Linked DNA regions of Mus musculus: region 1 is linked to region 2. Evidence: chromatin contacts called from public promoter capture Hi-C data. All regions are on one chromosome and are shown on one strand. Each heading gives the region's core, a stretch centred on a gene start, on an enhancer-like site or on the middle of the called end of the contact. The rest is flanking DNA. Distances are from core to core; before and after follow the strand shown. Region 1 holds the start of Ano5 (anoctamin 5). Region 2 holds the start of Slc6a5 (solute carrier family 6 (neurotransmitter transporter, glycine), member 5).

The links. Promoter capture Hi-C pulls out the DNA fragments that hold promoters and counts their contacts.
Region 1: a promoter capture Hi-C map of hippocampal neurons shows a contact between it and region 2, with 7 times the contacts expected there. The contact joins the promoter of Ano5 here to the promoter of Slc6a5 in region 2. A contact is called at or near these places in 4 of 39 promoter capture datasets (embryonic stem cells, frontonasal cranial neural crest, hippocampal neurons and 1 more), 2 of 115 datasets of contacts at active chromatin or transcription factors (astrocytes and stem cell-derived neural progenitor cells) and 1 of 9 other capture datasets (embryonic stem cells).

What each region holds. Positions count from the first base shown.
Region 1 is chr7:51,509,586-51,512,356 of GRCm38.p6, forward strand. Ano5 (anoctamin 5) reads left to right here and starts at 1,444. Exons shown (of 22, transcript NM_177694.6): 1 at 1,444-1,665. The coding sequence starts at 1,650. Gm33190 (a long non-coding RNA gene) reads right to left here and starts at 1,401. Exons shown (of 5, transcript XR_001778128.2): 1 at 1,332-1,401; 2 at 269-437.
Region 2 is chr7:49,908,930-49,911,629 of GRCm38.p6, forward strand. Slc6a5 (solute carrier family 6 (neurotransmitter transporter, glycine), member 5) reads left to right here and starts at 1,370. Exons shown (of 16, transcript NM_001146013.1): 1 at 1,370-1,452. The coding sequence starts at 1,450.

The DNA of each region.
Region 1 (2,771 bases), core at 194-2,693, 1.6 Mb after region 2:
TACTGTGGGGTTGCCCGGCCCAATTCAGAGCAATCTGTTTGCTGGGGATTCCTCTTCTTTGTTTAAGTTAAGAGGCAGAGTGAGGCTCAAGGTGATGTGGGCTATTTCTAGCATTCTTCCCAGCACACTCATGGAGTGCTCCCCGCAAACCCTAGAAGGTACTATTCTCATCGAGTGTAAAAGATGTTTTCTTACTCATTCACAATTATAGAATATTTCCATTTCCACTATCGCATGCATCATGAGTTCATATGTAACTAGCCCATACCTTTCAACTTTGAAGAAACGGAGACTGACTCGTAATTTTGGCCACGGTGTCTGACCTCTCCACGGTAGACATGCCCCTGACTCTCCATCCAGGAAGTGTCCATTAAAGAACCTCAAGACAAGCCAAGAGTCTTCTGAAACCCTGGAGAAGACCCACGTCACGCTCAGGCCTTAAAGGGAGAGAGATGCCTTAAGGGAAGTGGATTTTATTTTTACCCGACAGAAAATAACCCCCAACTGGGAAAAGGGTTTTGTCTTAGATAGCTTCACTTTGAGTGGAGGGCGAGACAATCCTGGGCAACCAGACTTATTAGTAGGCTGAGGCTGCCTACCAGAGAGGATGTGAGGGAAAGGGTTGGAGATGGTATACTGTGAGTACCTGCCTTGAGTGGGTGGACCGGTTGAAACGGGAAGCTCTAAGCCTGTTAAGTATGGAGCTGTGGAGTCAAGAAGGAAGGGAGCCTGGGGACGCCCAGGAACCCCCCGAAGATGTAGCTGTGGTGAGGCCCCCTGAGGAGGCCCCAAGGAGGGTAGAGGGGCCTGAAGTCTCCCCGGATGTGCACCAGTTAAGTGTCCCAGAAGGGGCAAGAAGGGTGGTGAGACCTAGAGTCTCTAGGTATGTGGAGATTGTGGAAGTTTCTGAGGAGGAACAGGTGGAAAACCCGAGGGAGAGAAGAGAAACGGAGACAATACTGCAAGTTGTGGAGTCTGAAACTGGGGAGGAATCTGGGCTGTCCGGAGAGATCAGTGAGAAGGGCAGAGGGCCAGAAAGGCCCAAGAAGAAACGGAAACTTCGCCAACACAACCTGGAGGAGCACCTGGGCTGGCAGCAGGATCAAGGAAAGGATTCAAGCCAGCTTAGCCAGGACCAGGAGCACCACTTAGAGCCCTACACGGAGGGGACAGAGCAGCACTATCACTCAAGGGCAGTGAAGCGCAAGAGCTTAACTGCCAATCTGCTGGACCGCTCCAAGAGTCAGGCCAAGTACCACCTGGAGAGGAAATCCAGTCAGCGGAACCGCCAGGAGTCTTCGGCTCAGGGCGCCTCGTCCTTGGCTCCTCACCCGTCCAAGGCAACTCGCCAGGTCATGGCGCCTCCCGGGTCTCAGGAATTTCGCTCGTCTCTAGCTCCTCCCTCTTCTCAGGCTCCTGGGCTGTCCCCAGTGTCTCCAGTGCCTCTGGTGCTCCAGATGCCTCTGGAGTCGCAGCAATCGGACAGCTTAAAGAATGAGAGCTCCAGCTGGATTGCGGAGGCGGAGCTGAAAACCAGGAGGCAGACGATCCGCTTCAGCCTCCGCCCCAAGTCATCCCGCCGCCTGTCACAGAGGTCCTTCAATGCCTTCAACGAGCTGGCAAAGCTAGGTGACCCCGACCTGCTGGAGATGGTGGAGCAGGAAGGTAAGGCTGGCGCTGAGCGGGCGCGCGAACCTTCTTCGCATGGGGTTTCTGCGGGGACGTTGGCAGCTGTAGGTTTCTGTCCCGGGAACGTTCTTAGTGTCGTGAGCCCCGCGCTGCGCCATGCCTGCCAGGCAGGTAATGGGAGACATTCTGCGCCCCGCGATGTCCCCTGATGCATCTGTGCTCCAAGGACCTACAACCTGTGACTTCCTAGGATCCGGACATCTGTCTCAGACCCCGAGTAATTGGCCTGGTGTGGGTCCCTGGCTCAGGAATTCTGCTCCTGAAATGTGGCTTTTTCCAAAGATAGCCTGCACAGGTGGCGATCCTCCAGTTAGGGGCTGGCCCTGAGTTCTTCCTGTCAGCTTCTGCCCCCAAGTGTTGGGCTTCATGGATTGGGCCACCATCATGCTGCATATGCATCATGTCTTCCCTTTTAAAAACAGCTTTTTATTGAGACATATCTGCATCCCGTGAAAGTCAGCAGCTAAGTGCAAAATGATTGGATTCTATGTATTTACAAAGTTTTGTGACCATCTCAACAGGGTCATTTTATGTCATCTTCCTCGTGTCAGTTAATCATCCTCTATGTAGCCATTCTCCACTTCTAGGCACAGGCACTTGTACTGCTTGCCTCTGTAGATTTCCTTAGCTCAGATACTCAAGGAAGTAGAGCCAAAAAGTTCGTGCTCTCAGACAAAACTGGCTTCTGTCTTGGCATGTTCTAAACTTCAGTCATGTGCAGCACCATTCCTTGTATTTGACATATAGTATTCCCTTGTGGAGGAAGCCGCACGCATCCATTTGCCAAACGCTGAACATATAACAGATTTCCTGACTTATACTAATACAAACTACACAGCAATAAGCATTCATTTGAAAGTTATTGTTTAAGCATTGGTTTTCACTTTTCTGTCACAGAAGGTCTGTGGAACACATAGTCACTCTGCATTGAATACTTTGGAAAGTGACCTCACTGTGTTCTAAGTGTTGCCCAGTTTTTGATCCCACCAGTGGCTTCTATTTCTTCTTTGAAGGAAAAATATAAAACAAAAATGCATATGATGTGATATTTTCTGGGTAATAAAGAATATTTCATTGCATCC
Region 2 (2,700 bases), core at 120-2,619:
GTGCAGACCCAGAATCCAGGTGGCTATCCTGGGAGAGCCAGGCTCACAGAGGCATCTACCACTCTTGGAGTCTTGGAAGGGTGAGGGAGGAGACCCGAGTGGAGCAGCAATGCCCCCGGCATCCACCGCAATCTGCCACCGCAGCCTGCGCCCTCGGCCGCTGCCGCGGCTTTGTCCTGGCTCCGCAGGGAGACAGCCCAGTCGAGTGCGACGGCACGGACCCGGAGGCGGTGGGCCCCGTTGCGCGCTCAGCGCTTTCCAAGCTTCCCGTTCCAGAGGCCACGGTTCCCTAGCTAGGCTGTCAAGACAAGAGAGAGGGGAGGCATATTGCTGCAAATCCCCTTCTAGTTTTCAAATGACACCTTTGCAAAGGGCTTTTCCCTTTTGTGATCGTGGTTGCTGCCTTGTACCTCGGGTAAAGTTCATAGTCCACCTGGCCACTTCAGACCTGGGCGGGAGCCCGCAGTCTCTTCTTAGGGTTTCCCAGAGAGCCAGCCCTGCCCTGGGTTGCGGGGTGGGGGTGGGGGTGGGGATCCTCGTTTCAGGTAAAACTGCATTCTCCAATCAGGCCTTATTTTAAAAGGATTTTTGTTTGGAGGACCACGGAGAAAGGGTGGGTTTTACATGGCTGGAGGACTAAGTCAGTATTTAAAAATAAATAAATAAATAAATAAATAAATCCAGAAGAGCCTAAAACGTACAACGAGAAACAGGATTAGCAGAGACAAACAGGGATGAGAAAAGTGCATTTAATAGTTTAAACGAAAACTCGGGGTCTTTCCTTAGATTGACTTTCTGGAAAGGCTGGGATGTAGGGATCTGAACACCACACACTGACCAGCCAGGTGCGCCCTGACCAAATACAGGGCTCTACCCTGGAACAGGCATAGAAGATCTGGCTGGATACCCGAGACAGGCCTGGCATTCTTTGGGGGGAGGGGATACTTTTGAATCGGACAGAGATTCAGGGAGAGCGCAAGCAAATTTGATGGGAGAGGGAGACTGATTTGACCCCCCCCCCTCCCTCACTTTAATCCAATCTGTTTGGTTGGCGGCTGCGCCTTGCCTTGGAGTCTTGGGCGCAGTGGGACGTGTCTCTCCCATGTTTCCCTTAATTAGGAGGTGGCAAACTTTTCTCGTTCCCTCCCACCGGCTTTGGTTTAGTAATCAGACCCACATGAGTCACGCCAAACACGCAGCCCCCTCCTACCGGAGTGACAACAAGACAGCGTACTCCAGGCTGTTGTCCCTTTAAAATCCGAATCCAAAGGGGTAATGATTTATCAAACGTGTATTATCAGGAAGATGTCAAACGAAGGGCACCTTGCTTCCCACTGACGCAAACCCAGCCTTTCCCGGGGAGATATAGAAAGCGCCTCTTGTTCCAGGGCCAAACCTAGATCAGTAGAGGATTTTACTCTACGGTTCAATCTGTTGTCCGCATCAGACATGGTGAGTGCTTGCTTTTATTCTCTAAAGAAAGGTGGAAGTGGGGATAAGGATGGCTGGCTCGTTTGGGGTATTTCTTTTTGGAAATATCTGCAATAGGTGAGAGGCAGAGAACCATTTTCGAAGGCTCAAGTTCAGGTATTCGTACTTGGGAGCCTTGCCGGAGGGCAGAGGAGGTTTCCCTAGATGGTAAAGCTGCTCTTAAACCCGGTCTTAGGTACTGTCCGTGGTACTGAAAGTCAAGATTCCTTTAACCGCGAGTCGCTCTGGGTCTTAGGGACAACTGAGAACGCAGACTGGAGTCCAGGCATTGGGTTTGGTGCACGTAAACTCGGTTTGTGCGTTTGTGAAGCGGGTTAGAGCAGAGATTTTCGGTTGATGAGAAGGTAGTTTGATTGGTTTTACAGTGAAGTAATTATACTATCTTGGAACTCTGAAAGGTAACACTAGCACGCGGAAGCCGAAGGGAAACCCACTTCTGGCAAGTCTTTAAAATTCAATAGGGAGAAAGCTAATGAAAATTATTGGTGAGTTTTGGTCCTCAGTCAAGAGTTGGGAGGGAAAGAATATTATATTACTGGAAATGGACAGCAAAATAAAAATAAAAAATTGGCAAGATCCGTATACATTGGAGGGGTCTGGAATCAAGTGGAGAGAATGTAAGGGTCAAAGCCAGCTACTATGCGTTTCCCATCTAGTTTATTGTTTTAGTGGTGGGCTGTTTGTTGGTAGTAATATTTTGATTTTAAAAAAAACAAAAAACAAAAAACCTTTAGCCTTGACTTTGCATCTTGGGTGACCAAGGTAGGCTGAATGCTGGAGTTTGAATTTACCCGTGTGGCTTCCAGCCTTGGCCTACCCCAGAGCATGTTTTGTGATCACAGCTTGTCTATGGGGGGAAAAAAAGGCAATGTGCATTGTTGAATGACAAAGGAAATGGGGCGGAAAATTAAAGAATCTTTCTCCACAATGGTGAAGGGGATGTGGTACCCACAGCCTTGATTTGAAATCCACAGAGGGCAGGGAGCTCCTGGCTGTAGGGTTATTTCTATATTGCCCGCCTCTTTCCCCCTGTCAAAACCCACTCATTCTTCGGTCTTAGTTCCTCCTCCACTTGGGAGAAAATATTAGCTTCTTCATGTCCCAGGATTACAGACGTGTCTGGCGAGTGGAGAAACACCGGTTCCGTTTGCTACCCTGTCTATTTTGTGCCTGGACCTGGAATGTGTGCATCTGTGTATGCAGACCCAT